Linked DNA regions of Sus scrofa: region 2 is linked to region 1. Evidence: chromatin contacts called from public promoter capture Hi-C data. All regions are on one chromosome and are shown on one strand. Each heading gives the region's core, a stretch centred on a gene start, on an enhancer-like site or on the middle of the called end of the contact. The rest is flanking DNA. Distances are from core to core; before and after follow the strand shown. Region 1 holds the start of SLC5A3 (sodium/myo-inositol cotransporter). Region 2 has its middle 120 kb from the start of SLC5A3.

The links. Promoter capture Hi-C pulls out the DNA fragments that hold promoters and counts their contacts.
Region 2: a promoter capture Hi-C map of liver shows a contact between it and region 1, with 6 times the contacts expected there. The contact joins the enhancer-like site here to the promoter of SLC5A3 in region 1. A contact is called at or near these places in 2 of 5 promoter capture datasets (fetal liver and liver), 8 of 47 Hi-C or Micro-C datasets (brain, embryonic fibroblasts, fetal heart ventricle and 3 more) and 1 of 2 datasets of contacts at active chromatin or transcription factors (skeletal muscle).

The regions. Positions count from the first base shown.
Region 1 is chr13:197,686,741-197,690,761 of Sscrofa11.1, forward strand. SLC5A3 (sodium/myo-inositol cotransporter) reads left to right here and starts at 1,892. Exons shown (of 2, transcript XM_005657149.3): 1 at 1,892-2,049. MRPS6 (28S ribosomal protein S6, mitochondrial) reads left to right here and starts at 1,166. Exons shown (of 4, transcript XM_021069846.1): 1 at 1,166-1,376; 2 at 1,460-2,049. The coding sequence starts at 1,166.
Region 2 is chr13:197,810,535-197,814,555 of Sscrofa11.1, forward strand. No RefSeq gene overlaps it. Among named protein-coding and RNA genes, the nearest start is that of SLC5A3, 120 kb to the left of the region's middle. Within about 2 kb of position 2,142, at least 52 of the 83 cell types and tissues checked have an H3K27ac peak or open chromatin away from gene starts, as enhancers often do. A contact at or near this core is called in brain, fetal liver, liver and 2 more, where this site is marked.

The DNA of each region.
Region 1 (4,021 bases), core at 642-3,141:
GCCGAAGAAGGGACCTTCCTGCAAAACCTCTAACTCTCTTCTGAAGGCCCAGAAATTCCTTGCTTCCTTCTGTTATTTATTTACAATATTCTATTTTTTTTAACCTAAAGTTAAATTACACTCACCAGGTCATTTGTATTGATACCTGTATTGTTTCTTTTTGCAAAAATATGGGTGGTGGTGAAGTCCAGGAAAAGAAAATGTAATCCATATATCACAGAAGAGATTGTGTTCAAATCGTCTTCATCTTGGCGGCGGATGGGAGGTGGGGGATGAGAAATAATAATTTGTCTGGATAAGGTACAAAGGGACTCTATTCTTCGTTTACATAGAGTACATGGTAAATCTACCCAATAATACCAGCACATTAATTTGTGCGAATGGAGAACCGGAAGCTGGACTGCGAGTATAAGCCCAGCCTCCATACAGTCTGGACCCAAATTTTGTCTGTTACTATCTGACCTGGGGCTAGTTACATAACCTCTGCGAGCCTGTATTTCTAAATCCCTTAGGTGGGGTTAATAATAGTTCTTGCCTCATAGCGCTGTTGTGAGAATTTTACGCGACACACGTTAAAGTGGTGTCTTGCCTGACGCGTAATAAGTGCTCAGTAAGTTTTACTTCTTATAACACTAAAGTTGACAGATACTTCGCCTATAGACGCTTTTGTGGGGCAAGCGTGGGCGAGGACGACAGTTGCAAGGAGATCAATCTTTAAGGAATGGAGCTGGAAAACAATGCATTTAGTACACCTCCGGCCAGGGAAAGTAGAGCCAAAGGCTGGAGGGAGAGGTGAGGTCTGTGTGCGTGTTTGGGGAGGGTGGGGGTGGGAGTAAGATGGAAGGCCAGAGACTGCTCCTTCCAGGGCACGCACGATCCCAGATGGTTGGTTACTAAATGACTTACCGAGCATTTAGCCTGTTCCCTAAATGAACGCCCAATAAACATTTAAAGAATATTGGTTCGAGCCCAAGTATTAGCCTGCCCTTGACAACAACACGTGGGTCAGGCCGTGCTCATACAACAAATGCTGGTGTGTGCAGGCATCTTTCTCAGCGGTTTACGAGCATCAACTTACTCGGAGGCATCGCAATCACGAGAAGGAGGTGTCCTTCACATCCCCCTTTTCCTAAGAGCCTGCCCGAGGTCAGGCAGCCGGCGAGGGATGGGATACGACCCGAGCCCGGTGGCCCACAGCCTGCGCCTGACGCCCACCACGCTGGGGAAGGGGCCCCAGGAGGCCGCGCTAGCGGCTGCGCTAGAACACCGAGCTGTGGGCAGAGGCGGGAGGGGCAGTACGCCCCGGGTGTACCCCGCGGGCGCTGCGCGGGGGCGCAGACCGAAGCGGGAACGTTCCGGAACCCGGATGCGCGGCCGTGGGTGGCGAGAGCTTGGGGTCCGGCAGAGACCCCGTGCAGAGAACAGTGGTCACCGACAAGGCAGGCCCCTTACGCTTAAGAGTCGCGGGGTAAGGGCGCGCGCACAGACCAGACCGCACCGCAGCGCACGCGCACACGGGGGCGCACGCTCGCTCGCTCATCGCCCAGGATGAGACGGAAGGCATGGAAAGTTCCAGCTGGTTCGAGAACCATACGTAGCAAGCGCGGCGGCAGCGGCAGCTGCAGGGTCGGAGGCGTGTGCAGCTCCCGCTGGCAGCTCGCAGAGGGGACCCGCGGTGCTGCCCTGCTGCAGTGGCTGCCTGGCCAGGGCGCTGGTCCCCGCGCTGGCTGCCGACCGCAGAGAGCGGGGCTGTCGAGGGGGCGCGGCGCGGCCGCCTTAAGGAGGGGGCGTGGCGTGGCGCGCGGGGGGGCGTGGTTAGGCGAGGGGGCGTGGCGGCCCGTCTGCGCAGCTGCCAGAGCCTTTAAGCCCGGGCTCGCGCGGCCGGAGCGTGCTTTCGCCGCCTGGGAGCCTTCCGGTCCAGCGGTCCGCCAGGTCTCCGCGGTTCCCGCCCTCTTTCATCCCGGGAGACGGTTCCGTGAGGAGCCGCGCGCTGTGCATTCGGGCATGCCCCGCTACGAGCTGGCTTTGATTCTGAAAGCCATGCAGCGGGTAAGTGACCTTCCCCTCAGAGCCCGCCTTCTCGCGCGGGTGTCCCAGTGGCCGCTAGGCCGCCGCCCCCCGCTCTCCCCGCGCGGCCGGGAGGGGGTCGGGGCCGCGGGCGGGCGGCGGGCGCCCGCGCCGAGGGGACGCGTGGGGCCGGCCGGCGGCTCGGCGAGGCCGCGTGCGCGCGGGAGGCGGGGGTGTGCCGACGCGGGAGCGCGGCCGCGGGAGGGTGTGCCTCGCACGCGGCCGCCGGGCAGGCTGGCTGGCGGGCGGGCGGGGGTTGGGGGCGGGGCAGCCCACGGGGGTCCAGTGGAAGGTCCGCGGGAGGACACGCGCCAGCGTCCGGCCCCGCGCCCGCCGTCGGGAAGCAGCCTCGTCGCCGGCCCCGCCGCCGCCTGCTCCGGCGCAGCTCCGCCGCCCACCCGCCTCTGCCTCCGCCTCGCCGCCGCCGCCTCCACTCTAGCGCCCGCCGGCAGCCCCGGAACTGTCCGCGCTCAATAAAACCTTCTGCAAAGCGTGTTTGTGCAGTTGTCTGGACCACGGTCGCGTAGAACCAGCTCTCATGTTAAAAGAAATCTTTTGACTTCTCTTTTTCTGACTTCAGCGAAAATCCTGCTCCGGGTGCCCTTAGCACAGTTTCATTCATCCAAGTTGTGGCCTTTTTTTGTGCGCCTTCTGGAAGAAACTTTGCTCCCCCTGCTTTTGATTGCTCTTGAGGTAGGGGATTTCAGGTTTGGAGGGATGCTAAGCGATCCTGCAGCCCGCTCACTTCAGGTAATGGTGTGGCCGAGGACAGGGGACCCGCGGCCTGGAGGCAGCTCTTCGTTCTCTGTTCTGGGTCAGGTACTTCTCAAGCCGTCGCCCAAATCCCCATTCTTCCGTGGATTCGGTAACGTAGAGTGTGGCATATGCTTTTTTTTTTTTCCTTCTTCCTTCCAGGTATAATAACAGCAAAAAAAAATAACCACTATGTTCGAACTTTAGAAACGTAGCCTCCTTACATTGCCAGAGGCTTGGTTTGGGCACATTTTTATGTTTTGGGTCAGTTTTGAAGAAGAGCTGTTGAGGAGTTTGGTTGAACTTAAAGCCTGGGGTCTTGGTCCAAGCGCCATTGAAAAACCACCAATCACAGAGCATAGACAGTCGTTTCGTTCTTTGCACACTGTAAAGTGGGGAAGGATACCAGTCGGGGCCTCTTGAGCAGGTCTAGAGTCTGGTGAGGCACGCTATTGTGTCCCCAGGCTTATTCCCCCTGAATTTGGGAGATGGTAAGATTGCATTGTTTAGCCTTTTGAATATTACCTCTTTCTTGGCTCTCCTTTCTCTGTATTAGCATATACTACTAAAAGGGAGCAGAAACAATGAAGGGGAAAAAAGCATGTTAACGTAAAAGAAGCATATTTAATTATGTGGAAATTGTTTAAAGTTCTCCCTTATCCTTTTATTCTTTTTAGAGTTTATCAGAACCTGGCAAGTGCAGTCATTGAAATTTCTTTTGTTTCACCTTGTTTTAGGGAGGAAACAGGTATCAGGAAAGAGTCGGTGCATAGATGTAGTATTTGTTCATTTCATAAACCCTTGATGTGAAAACTCTGAACTTTTTTTTTGTCCTTAGCATAGTTGCCAAGCACTGTGCATTTGTTAACAGGGCGTCAGGTATATTAGTTAAATGTATTTCCTTTACGTGTGTTACTTAACTGTTTTTGTATCCTGTAACAACCAGTATTCATGATCTTTGGTGTGGAGCATGTATTTTTTTATTCCAGTTCAGACAAGCCACATAGTGTAGTTTGGTTAAAATAATAATTCAGTTAACCTTCCTTGAAATCCTGGCAAGAGGGCAGACGGGTGGGGGGGGAACCTTTGCAGATAATCAAGGTGAACTCCTCCCTGGAGGCGAGGCCTCCATGGCTACAGATAGAGGACATTGTAACAGTGGTGAAGTTGTGTTGAAGAGATCCTTGACCTAAATAAAGTG
Region 2 (4,021 bases), core at 892-3,391, 120 kb after region 1:
TGTTACTGGAAAAAAAAAAAAGAAAAAACATATGTAGTGGGGCATCAAAAGATGACTGCTAATCACCAAAACCAGACATCGCAAGTTAATGATTTTAGTGCTTTCCTATATATGGGAAGATGCAACAGTCTGGGCTCATCAGAATTAATCCTTTGATATGCATCTTAACAATCTAGGGCCAGTATCCTGTTTTTCTTCAAACTGAATGCCCTGGGGTGACTGCAGTGGCTGATGGTTTGGTGCCTGGCATCAAGAATAGTTTACCAGAATAGCATGGAATATTCTTTGTTTACTGAAATGGCAGGCAACCTTTTTTTTTTTTTGGTCCACACAACCACCACCTTTTTTTAGTTCCAAAACATTTTCATCACTCTGCGCATGCCCCCCCTCCCCACCCCCTCCCCCCAAAATATCCCATGCTCATTAAGCTGTTAGTCCCTAACTCATTCTCCCAGCCCCTGGCCACCCCCAACTGCTTCCTGTCTGACCACTTCTGGATGTGTCATAGAAGTGGAATCATACAGTGCATGTCCTTTTGTGTCTGTCTTCTTTCACTTGGCGAAATGTTTTCAAGGTTTATCCATGTTATTGAGTGTACATAATCCCTTTTTTAAAAAAAGTTATTTTCTTGTTATAGTTGATTTACAATGTTGTGCCACTTTCTGCTGTACAGCAAAGTAACCCAGTTATACATATATATGTGTGTGTGTATAATATGTGTGTGTATACACACACATTCCTTTATTTTCTGTTATCTTCTATCATGAACTACCCCAAAAGCCTGGATATAGTTCCCTGTGCTATACAATAAGACCTCATTGTTCTCCATTCTAAATGTAATAGTTTGCATCTGAACATCATTGCTTTTTATGCCAGAGTAATATTTCATTGTATGGATATGCTCCCATATTTTATTTATCTGATCATCTGTTGATGGACACGGGTTATTTCCACATTTTGGCTACTGTGACTAATGCTGTAATAAACATTCCCGTACAAGCATCTGTTTGGAGTACCCATTTTCAATTCTTTTCAATGTACACCTGGGAGTGGAGTAGCTGGGTCACAAGGTAATTCTCCACCTAACTTTTGAGAAACGTATTAACACCATTTTTTTTTTCTCAGCCATACCCATGCAGAAGATCCCAGGGCCAGGGACGGAACTCCTGCGAGACGCCAGATCCTCAACCTGCTGAGCCACCAGGGAACCCCATAACCCCATTTTTAAAAGTAAGGAATCTGAGGCTCAAGGAAATTGAGTTGTCTAAGGTCACATGACTAGTAAGTGACACAGCCGGCACTAGGACCCAGAAGCTAATACTGCTGTCATTCTAAGGACCCTGACCTGAGGGGAACATCATTCATTCACTCGCCAAACATCCCCCAAGGGAGCGAGCTGGCCTTTGTGGCAGCTTCAACAGTAACTCTCAGAAAGGAACTTCCTAACGCCAGAAACTTCAGCAGAGAACAAAACAAGGGGAGTATTTTAATCATAAATCAACAGGAGTTGCTCACACATAAATCCCATTATGCAGACAATCTATCTGAGCACAGCGACGGTCTCTCAAGGCTCGCTGCACATTTAACGTCAGGGTATGAAGTTCGTGCTGATTCTCCAACCGTCAGAAAAGAGCCACTTTTCCCTATTTCTGGTTTTAACTGTCTGCATTTTTGGATTGACCCTGGGGGGGAGGGGAGTGCGTGGAAACGGATTCGGTTCTGAAGTTCCGATTCGATGGAGAAGCCTGTGCCAATCACTGTCCAAAGAGAAACTCTTGGCGGCATGGCTGCTCAAAGGGTTAAATGCCAGGGCCAGACGGAGACTAAAGGGGGAGTGGGTGTTGGCGGGCGAATTCGGGATGCGGAGGCAGCAGGACTTGGGCATTGGGAATCTTATTTTCCAGTGGTTTCTAAGGGAATTTTACTATGAAGAGGCAAATTCTAATCTCCCTCGCCCTTTCCCGGCTCACTGGAGCATTTTCTGTGTAGAAAGGTGACATCCAAAGGCTGGAGCTTAGCTGGGTTTGAAAACAGACGCCGGCTCCCCCCTCCCACCCTCCCTCGACTCCCCTCCCTGGCCCCGCTGACCTGATTAATCAGAACCCTGCCAAGCCCACTGAGGAGGGCTCCCAGGCTAATCTAATCTCCGTCCCCAAGCGGGGACAGACACCCCCGCTCGGCCAATGAGACGCAATTGTGCAAGCTCGGCCGGGCGGTGGAAAATTCCATGCGCCGGGCGGGCGGCTGCCGCGGCCCCTGGCGGCGGCGCGCGCTCAGCATCCTGCATCCCCGGGTCTCTGGGTCCCCACGTCCCTGGGTCTTGGGCCGGGCCCGCTGCTTCGGGAGCCCCTCCAAAGCCGCCCAGTTTCGGGGCACTTTCAGGCCAGTCACCGTGCAGGAGCTGTTTTTGTTTTTGTTTTTGTTTTCTCTCAAGTTACCCCCACCTCTCTGCGAGAGGAGCTGTCAGCAAATCAAAGAGAGGCTGGCGAGGGTGTGTGTGTATTGGGGGGAGCCCTGTGGTGGCATTTCCCCCTCTGGTGAAGAGTGTGCTGGGGGTGTGTGTGATATCAGCCACCGTCCCCAGCCCCCGCCTTGCCCACCGAAGCCATTAAGTCCTGCCTGCAATCGCCCCTCGGGTTCCTCGTCAGGGCTTTACAACCCAATAAGTATGCGGAGAATGAATGAATCGACCACCTTTCTAGATCCATCCACCAGGAACTACTGGCACCCCTTTGGAAGTGGCTGGTGGGTCCTAGAGAGCGAAGGGTTTAGGAATCGGCAAAGGTGTGTGTATATATAATAAGGGAGCCTGGAGACCCAGAGCTGCAGAGGAACCTAAGGTAATAGGATCCGTGCCCTGATCCAGAGACGCACAGAAAATTCCAGGGAGGCACATCTTGCTCCGTCTGCCATTGCGCGGAGGAGGGGATCCTGATCCGAGATGGAAGGATAGGAGCTAGCCAGGCAAAGAAGGGGGAGGAGCGGGGAGCCTGAGTTCCAGTCCCCGGAGTGAGGCTGCTGCGCAGGCCATAGCGTTTCTAGCGTTTCTACTAAGCTGGGCTGTGTTAAGAGATCGCTATCTTAACTCCACGTGAAGCCCTGCAATAAATCCTCATGATTTCAAGGATTCCAGGCCTGTTTCTGCTCCTCGCAGTGTAAAAGAGCCTAGTGAACACAGTCCAAAAATCAGAATGCAACCTTGCCTCTGAGCGCCTCTGCCAGAAGACATCACAAAAGCTTCTCCTGAGATTGGAACGGGGAGCGGGATCGTGGGCCTCAGCCCTGTGGGAGGGGAAAGGAGAAAATAAAGACAAGTATGAGGCTTCGGGAGGACCCCGTAGGACAGAAGGCTAAGAAAGGGCCGTCCTGGGCCTGAAATAGGTGAGCTGAGCTGAGGTTAAGAAGACAGGAAACCCTGGCTGCCCTAGTTCTGCTAGCGACCTGCTGAAGATTCTGGAAAAGCTCCCACAGTTCCCTGAGTCTTAGTTTTTAACCTCTGTAAAAATCCATATAATAACAATTCCTGAGACAACGAAATGAGACAAAAGACAATGGAATTATGTCTCTAAGACTGTTTGTTAAGGAATCTATGGAAGTGTTTTTTTATCCGCATGCATAAACAATAGACATGGTTAAGTTGAATTAACTTAGACCAAGAGTCACTGCTACATTAATATATGGCTACATGTATTAAGGTAGTCGATAAATATTTATTGAACAGCTCTTATGGGCCCAGGGATACAGCACTGAAGACAACACAACAATCCCTGCCTTTGGGAAGATCCTACTGTCTTAGGGGAGACAGATGATAAATAAGAAAGCAAGAGTATTTCAAGTGGTGATAAGTGATGAAAAAACAGCAGGAGAGAAGGATGGGGGGTGATTTTGAATAGGGCCAGGAGAAAGAGCCTCATTGAGAAGGTGGTCTTGGAGCAGATGACAAGGAGGTGAGGGGGTGAGCCCTGTGGATTTCTGGGGAAAGAACATTCCAGATGTGTGTGGGGGGCGAGGGCAGAGAGTG